Regions from separate parts of the Mus musculus genome. Here regions 1 and 3 are each linked to region 2. The links are chromatin contacts, called in public promoter capture Hi-C maps. All regions are on one chromosome and are shown on one strand. The core of a region is the stretch at or near the end of the contact, and the rest is flanking DNA. Distances in the headings are between cores, read along the strand shown. Region 1 has its middle 350 kb from the start of 1700012I11Rik. Region 2 holds the start of Tg (thyroglobulin). Region 3 has its middle 320 kb from the start of 1700012I11Rik.

The links. Promoter capture Hi-C pulls out the DNA fragments that hold promoters and counts their contacts.
Region 1: a contact with region 2 is called in a promoter capture Hi-C map of pre-B cells, with 6 times the contacts expected there. The contact joins the enhancer-like site here to the promoter of Tg in region 2. A contact is called at or near these places in 4 of 39 promoter capture datasets (the 3T3-L1 cell line, hippocampal neurons, pre-B cells and 1 more).
Region 3: a contact with region 2 is called in a promoter capture Hi-C map of pre-B cells, with 4 times the contacts expected there. The contact joins the enhancer-like site here to the promoter of Tg in region 2. A contact is called at or near these places in 6 of 39 promoter capture datasets (the 3T3-L1 cell line, hematopoietic stem and progenitor cells, liver and 1 more).

The regions. Positions count from the first base shown.
Region 1 is chr15:67,575,424-67,578,123 of GRCm38.p6, forward strand. No RefSeq gene overlaps it. Among named protein-coding and RNA genes, the nearest start is that of 1700012I11Rik, 350 kb to the left of the region's middle. Within about 2 kb of position 1,343, at least 5 of the 459 cell types and tissues checked have an H3K27ac peak or open chromatin away from gene starts, as enhancers often do.
Region 2 is chr15:66,669,476-66,672,390 of GRCm38.p6, forward strand. It overlaps Tg (thyroglobulin), which reads left to right and starts at 1,295. Exons shown (of 48, transcript NM_009375.2): 1 at 1,295-1,386; 2 at 1,834-1,942; 3 at 2,888-2,915. The coding sequence starts at 1,317.
Region 3 is chr15:67,542,242-67,544,941 of GRCm38.p6, forward strand. No RefSeq gene overlaps it. Among named protein-coding and RNA genes, the nearest start is that of 1700012I11Rik, 320 kb to the left of the region's middle. Within about 2 kb of position 1,415, at least 6 of the 459 cell types and tissues checked have an H3K27ac peak or open chromatin away from gene starts, as enhancers often do.

The DNA.
Region 1 (2,700 bases), core at 93-2,592, 910 kb after region 2:
AAATACACACTAGAGATACAAAGCAGGGCAGAGTAGCCTGCGTTAGAACAGAAGATAATCAGAGGAATGTCTCCAAGTGATTTAGATGATGAATTTAGCAGAAAGCCTGAGCATACCTACTGATGTTGTACTCAAGAGAAGAGCAGAGCAGAGCTAAGAATAAATAAGCATGACTGGATATGAACTGTAGAATTAAGTTTTCAACACTACAAAAATAATTTAATTGAAGTCATATGGACTCTGTGAATGAATTAATATACAAACTGTACTGTAAATGCAAAAATATAAGAAATATGGGTTGTAGGCGTTACCTCAGTTAGTAAAAATGCTTGCTTGAGGGTATTGGTTCTACACTGAGCATCCATATAGAGAGTCAAGCATCATAACACGTGTCTGTAATCCCAGCACCGAGGAAGCTGTGATAGCTTCACCAGTCATGCTAACCTAATCAGTGACTTCCAGCTCTCAGTAAGAGACCCAGTATCCACAAGCAAGATAAAAGGACCTCTGGCCTTCCCATGCCCATGTGTATGTACACATATGTACATAACACACATACATTAGAGCACATGTGCATGCACACCCCCATGTGTATACATGTAAAATAAATAAATATTACAAATGTGAAAGAATTTCATAGAAAAATAAAATAAAAATAAAAAATACAATGATTATCAGTTTAAGGAGTAAAAGGGAAAAGGCATACAGAAAGGACAAAAAAAAAAAAACAGTAGAAAAGACTATTTTGTGGGTAGAACTCTGAATAAACAGTAACAATAATAGAGACTCTAAGAACAACAGCAAGAATCTGTGAAAATCCACCTCATGAAAATCACCAGAGACAGTCGAAGAAGAATTACTATATCCATGAACCGAAAACCAAAACAAAACAAATTCTAGGGAAGAGAATGAATACCTGAGAATACCAATATTTGAACAATAGAAATTAATAATCAACAGCAATAATACAAACAAAGGTGTCCATTGCTTCCAATAAAGCAGCCTTGTGATTGGCCTATAGTGACTGTCAATAAATATTTCCTGAATGAAAAATTAAATATACACAAAGAAGAAGGCACTTTTAATATTTTCCTGGCAGAAATAAAATATTGGAGAACTAGAAAGTAGAGAGATTTTGTGAAGGAATAAGTTAACATATTGTAAGATTCTGCACCCAGCTGAGAAAGAATAACAGGTTTTATTATATGTTGATAGACTTCACAAAATAGTTATATTTTAGCTATGGACAGTCTTCAGAAGTTCAAATAATGGATGTTACATAAGCCAGTAGTCTCCTCCTCCGATCTTATTGGGCATAAAAACACAGTAATGAGACTATTAAATCACAGAACACTTGAGCTCAGTCCCTTGAGTATATGAGTCAGCACATCTGGGCCAGGGTTTAAGAATCTGAATTTCAAAAATATTCTCAGTTATAGGACAATTCTTTAACACATTTTTTTACCCTCCTCCCAGATGTTCCTCACCTTTCTATTTACTCAACTTCATGGTTTCTTCTCTAATTCTTCCTGGGCCTGGAATTCTGCAGTGTGATTGATATACCCAATGATACCCCACTGAGAAAACTGCTAACCCTTTTACCAGCAGCTACTAAGTACCAATAGTAAAAATGTACTAGATTAGTAGTAAGACTTTGTCTCCCCTTCTCAATGCTGGGATTTTTGTTTGGATTTAACTTGTGAAGGTCTTGGCATGCCGTCACAGCCTCTGTTTATCAGCCTGTTATGTCTGAAAGATACTCTTTCCTTACAGTCATACACTACCTCTGGCTGTTAAAATAATTTCACCTTCTCTTTACTGTAGATCCCTGAGCCTTGGGAATGGGGTTGATAATGGCATCCCAATAAGAGCTGAGGGCTACAAAGCCTCTCACGCTCTATTTATCCTCCAGCTGTAAATATTTTTTGTTCATTACCATGTACTGTAAGAAGAATCTTCTTGGATGAGGGTTCAGAGATGCTCTACTCTATGGATCTATCTCACAGGCAGGTCATTGTTACAGGTTGAAGTGTTTGTGGCTGGGTGACATTGATCATTACTTTTTTCTTCACTATCATGGAAAATGCCATCCAGCACCATGAATTCTGGGGCACTAGTTTTATTTCTCCAAATTTAATGATATAAGAAAATGCTACCAGAAAGCAGTGTCTTCATCAATAGGACCTTCCCATCAGGTTGTGGAGAGTAAATAATGGCTTTCCTTGGCAATAGCCTGGGATGCTAGGGAATGGGACCTGTGGGACTTCTTTGACCAACAACTCAACAACATATAGCCCATTCCTGGTACTTGATGTTTTTTTTTTTTTTCCATTTCTTTGTTAGATTTTTTTTTCTTCATTTATATTTCAAATGCTATCCTGAAAGTCCCCTATACCCTCTCTCCTGCCCTGCTCCCCTACCCACCCACTCCCACTTCTTGGCCCTGGCATACCCCTGTACTAGGACATATAAAGTTTACAAGACCAAGGGGCCTCTCTTCCCAATGATGGCCGACTAGGCCAACTTCTGCTACATATGCAGCTAGAGACATGAGCTCTGGGGGTACTGGTTATTTCACATTGTTGTTCCACCTATAGGGTAGCAGACCCCTTTAGTTTTTTGAGTACTTTCTCTAGCTCCTCCATGGGGGCCCTGTGTTCCACCCAATAGATGACTGTGAGCATCAACTTCTGTATTTGC
Region 2 (2,915 bases), core at 45-2,544:
CTTCCAGTCCCCAGAGCTCTGAGGAGAACCTTGGCCATTGTGTAAGCCACTAAATCCACAATACTCTGTGATGGCAGCCCAAACCAGCTCGAATGGTTGACAATTTGGGGCATTTATGTCAAGCTGTGAAAGCCATAGTTAACCTGCCTGGTCTCTCCAACATCCCCTCTTGGTCTCTATCCAGTGCAGTGTGAGCCCTTGGTGTCTTCCCAGTGGGAGACAGGATCTCTTCCCACAATGCTGCTTCCTTTTCTTAAGGATACCATTATTCAGACTCTGTGCCCCTCCTCCACTCCACCCTTGAGACATCATTCACTGGCCTCTGCCCTTTGTCCTGCCCTGTGTTCTGTGTATTTGTCGTTGCCCCGCATAATGATGCCCTTTGCACATTGAGAAAGTAATAACAGCAATGGTGATGGTATGGACGAGCCGCCTTCCTCAATTCTTTGTTTGCTCCCTTGAAGAGAGCCTGCAGACAAGTAGGTATGCATGGCCACTATCTTCTCAGCTTCGTTTAGAAGAAGGACACCTCCTTCTTCTCAGGAATAATGGTCATTTTCATACATTACACAGGGGCAGCTGAGAAGGAGAGAAGCTGATCCTGACAGTGCATGGACATATGGGCCTTATGTGTGAAAGAATCCCACTGCCTGCCTCTGCTAGCTTGGCTTGGCAGGGTTAAGTCCTCAGAAAAGGGGGACTAGAGAAAGGTGTGCACATATACATGTGTGCTCATGCATGCAAGAGGTATACTTGGATTCCTTCAGTACGATTCTGAATTCAATATTAATGACAACAGAATTGTCCTGTTTTGTTTTCTGCCATGGCTTCATTTTCTACAGTATTACCTACAGATATTAGGCTTTAAACAGAAGGAAGGAAGGAAGGAAGGAAGGAAGGAAGGAAGGAAGGAAGGAAGGAAGGAAGGAAAGAAGGGGAGAGAAGGAGGAGACAGTGAGGGAATCAGGAGGAAGAGGAGGTATTTTATCTTCCACAGTTTTATGATCGAACTTCTGTCACTCCTAAGGGTACAGAACCCTGGCATTTGCCTGTAAAAAAAAGTTTTAATGCCAACCTCACATTTCTTGTCCCCATAGACTGGAGTGGTCACCCTACTGACCACTTGAGTATTCTTAGTGGGACCATACTCAAGAAGAAGGAGTTCCTGTGACTGGCAGAGAAAACAAAGTGAGCCACTGCCCTGTCAAGTGTCCTTGAACAGGAGAGCACTGCTTGCCACTGTGCTATAAAGGCTCCCTGATGAGTAGACTCAGATGGGACATTGCTCCTACCCCTTCATCCCAGTAGGGGACAGGATGACGGCCCTGGTCTTGTGGGTCTCTACTTTGTTGAGCTCAGTCTGCCTGGTAGCAGCCAACATCTTTGGTAAGTTTGCTAATGCTGAGGCTATGAGTTTGAGGAGGGAGGTTTCAGTCATATGGTTCAGCTAGGCTCTGGCCAGGGCCCTTAAGCATGCCTGATCTCATCTAACCTCACAAATGCCCAGAGGCTAGATATTTGCTCTTTGCTGCTCAGATGAAAGAGGTTCAGAGAGATGAGCTGAATCGCCTGAGGTCCCAGAGCTGGATATTGAGAGTAGTGATAAAAAGCTAGGAGAATGAAGACATTCCCATCACCTCCCAGGAAAGCACAAATGATTAAATGAGCTAAAAGTATCCTGGGGATGGAAATAATGGTTTCCAGTAAGACTGGGAAGGTGAAGACTGTAAAGTAAAGGTGTCTGTGTCAGGGGTGGGAGTGGGGTACGGGTGTAGGACTGGGAGGAAAGGGGCAGACCTGTACCCTTCTCACATATCACTTCCCTTCACACAGAGTACCAGGTAGATGCACAGCCACTCCGCCCCTGTGAGCTACAAAGAGAGAAGGCCTTTCTGAAGCAGGCTGAATATGTTCCCCAGTGCTCTGAAGATGGAAGTTTCCAGTAAGAGTGGCTATATTAGGAGCTCCAGGGTCCTAAAATACCCTGGAGAACCTCTCACATCTTATCCCTGTTATCCCCAATTGTATGGATAAGGTCCTCAGACTCCTGGCCTATGTTGTCATTTTCCGGGGGGAGGAGCTCCTTCTCTATCCTCCCATCTAGGTATTTTGTTGGAGAGACTCTCCATTGAGGGGCTCTCCCCCAATTCTTGCTGAAACTTTATCATAATTGCTTTACAACATAGTGTGTATGGCTTTTCATGAGAAAGCCCAGATAGAGGCAAGGGTGCTCAAGGCCCCCAACCCCCAATTCTCTGGTAGGGCAAAACAGCAACTGCCCCTTACTTGGGCAACCCAGTTTTCATACCTTGCCTGGGCTGCTAGGCCATTTCCCTCCAGGGAACTCTTCTTTGAAAGGAGCTTTTGCAGGTACCCAGACAAATCAGAGGTCCTGGGACTGTATTCCTCCCTGTAGATGAGACTATCGTCTAAATTCCTCTTCTCTATGGTGCAAGAGACCTTATTCCCCTCTGCTGTGGAGTTACATGCAGAGTCCTCACCTCTAGCTATGGAATACTCTTCCTGCTTCTGTATCTTACTCAAGCTTCCTATAGGCCCAATCTGCTGGCTAATGCTAGTCAGAACCACTGAGGATTCAAGATTGTGAGGGAGGAGTTAAGAAGTATGTACGCCTCCCTTTTTTGCCAGCGTTGTGTATGTTTCTCTCTGAAGTTTCAGGCCTGCCTTGTCCCCAGGAGGATCTTTTGTCTCCCTAACCACCTTCTACCCCAAGCCACCCTGCAACTCGCATTGCTGCCTCTCCTGCCTTGTGTGATCACAACTCTGACTTTCCTGTATGACTTGCTAGACTTTGGCCTCACTGAGCTGGAGCCAAAATGTGGCTTCAGAAAGGCTATATGGTATCACATGATATTTCTCTCTTCAGGACAGTCCAATGCCAAAATGATGGTCAA
Region 3 (2,700 bases), core at 165-2,664, 870 kb after region 2:
CCTCATCCTAGATCCTATGATATGTTGGCACTCACATTCAAAGAAAGTCTGTGCCTCCCGGGTAATTCGGATATGTCCTCACAGACACACAACAAAGTCCTGCCTAAATCCCCTAAATGGTTTATAATCCACTTTGCAATGATGATTAATTGTCACAGCCATCTTCAAAGATTCTGCCCCCCTAGGGCCGGTATTCGCTCTTAATTGTGGAAAACAGGCCTGGGTTAGTAGCTTCTTCTGGTTGTTAACCTTGGAATTGTCTCGACAGCTGGTTCCTGCTTTTTTAATATCTTGGCAGTTACTTCCATTGCTGACTTCTGTAAATGGATTCTGTGTGGCAGCAGATACTGACTCACATCCTAGGACCATGGCCTTGTGTTAGAAACAGAAAACAGAACAAACTGCACCATCCTCAGGTTGTTCATACATATTAACTGAGCTCTTGCAGCAAATGTCTACCTTGAACTGATAGGAAACCCATACTATAGGAGCTTTGGAAGAAACTCACAGGCTATCCTTGGTGGACCTTATGGTGTTGTAATAGGGCATCAATTGGGAGAAGATTGCCCTTGTAGGTGAGTAGAACCAAGTGGGGAAGGACAAAGATGACAGTGAATTGAGCTATAAAAGGACAGAGATGACACTGGGTGCTACTATACATCATTTTTGTTGCAAGTCAATTTTCTTCTTGAATGGTGGCAGAAAGGTATGTTTGATCCCACTTAACCTTCTCTCAGGCCTCCCTCATCTAGGCTGGTGATTAGCCAATTAAGCTTTTATTATCCAGCACAGGGAGGTGAAGGAGGCTTGAGCACACCATATGAATCAGATTCTATTAGACGTGCGTAGAAAGACTGGGGTAAACAAAGCAATCATTTAAAAATGCTTCATTTATTTGTGTAAGTGTGTGCACATATATGCATGTGTGTGTATGTGTGTGTGTGTTCATGCCACATCACTTCTTCGGAGCCTAGAGAGGAACTTTGTAGAGTTAGTTCTCTCCTTTTGCATTAACCTAGGTTCTGAGGCTGGAACTCAGGTCATTAGGCTCAAATGGCAAGCAGTTTTATCCACTGAGCCATATAGTTGACACCACACCCAAGCAATTCTTGATGGAGTCTCTGTGGGAGATGCATGCTGTTGAGAACATATCCACTGTGGGAAATGCATGCTGGGAGGAGACATATAGAGTGGAGTAGATGGGGAAGATGAATGTTTTAGGAGAGTGGCCTGGTAGGGGATACGCATGCTTGGAAAGATGCTTACTGGGAAGAGACGCCTGCAGTAAAGAGATGCATGCTGAGGACAGATACATGCTGTGTGAAGAGGCATATTGTAGGATGGGAGGGAGATGTAGACTGGGTGAGATGCATACTCAGGGCAGAGGGAGAGGCAGACTGGGCCAGATGCTTGCTACAGAGAAATGCATTCTGTGGAGGCACATGATGTCCAGTGCTGAATGCTGGGGATACTACTTGAAATATTTCTGGATTGCATGGCAAAGTGTGACTCAGTTCTTGATTGGGTTCTCAAGCCAGCTTTTTCCTCTACTGTGTGTCCTAGCCTTCTAATGGTGGATTTTTAGCTTACTAGGACTGTTGTCTGTGAGCACGTGGTTTCAGCATCCCTTGATAGCTTGTTAGATATTCAGATTTTTACCATGAGGCCAGGCCTATTGAACTGGGAACTGAGCTGAATCTCTCAGGCTGCTTTCAAGAGCTGTGCTTCTGAGAGATCCTGCTGTGCAGTAAATTTGAGAGGTGCTGGACTGAATGTTTTCTGGGCAGTTTCTTGCTGTAAGGGTCTGAGATGCTGCCATATTTAACACTTGAAAGAGAAAAGGTTCACTTCATTGCAAACTAGAAGAGAAGCAGTTATCTGTCACCTCCCATGTAATAACAATACCAGGTCATCTCTTAAATTTAGTTGGGATTAATAGCTTCTGTCTCTCCTTCTACTCTGTCTCCTCTCCACCTGTTCTTTCTCTTCCTCCTCTCTGTGTATCTATTTACAGGTGCAGGGGGAAGATAAAAGCCATTGATAGGTGTCTTCTTTAACCACTCTCCACTTTATTTTTGAGAAGAGCCTCTCATTGAACCTGGAGCTTACCAATTTGACTGGATAGGTAGCCAGGGAACGTCAAGAATCCCCTTTTCTGGATTCAGTGAACAAAATTATTCCTAATGATGTTCTGCTATATTCATAGATCAGTGCCTAGTCCAATCATCATCTGAGAGGCTGCTTCTAGCAGCTGACTGGAGCAGATGCAGAGACCCACAGCCAAATGTTAGGCAGGTATATGTCTTGTCTTACCACTGATGTTTGAGCATCAACTCTTACAATATTTATTGAAAAAGATTAAAGCATCAGTAACTACATATAAGCCATGTTCTCAGGCAACCAGTGGGCCTCTATGAATCTTTGTCTCCTGCTTCCCCTTCTACAGATTACCTAAGCTTTAGCCAAGCCACCATTCCCAGTGTTCCCTCCTACCTGTGTACATAGTGCTGATTTTGCTACCTGAATGGATGCCATACCCTACTTTTTAGCCTAAAAAACATCTTACTTACTCTTCAAGGTCCCATGCTAACTTTCCAAGGAAGAGTTAAGTCTTCGCTATAGAGCTTCTGTAACACCTTATAACATACAGCTTTATTATAGAAAGTGTTTGACAACGCTACTAAAATGCAGTCTTTCAGG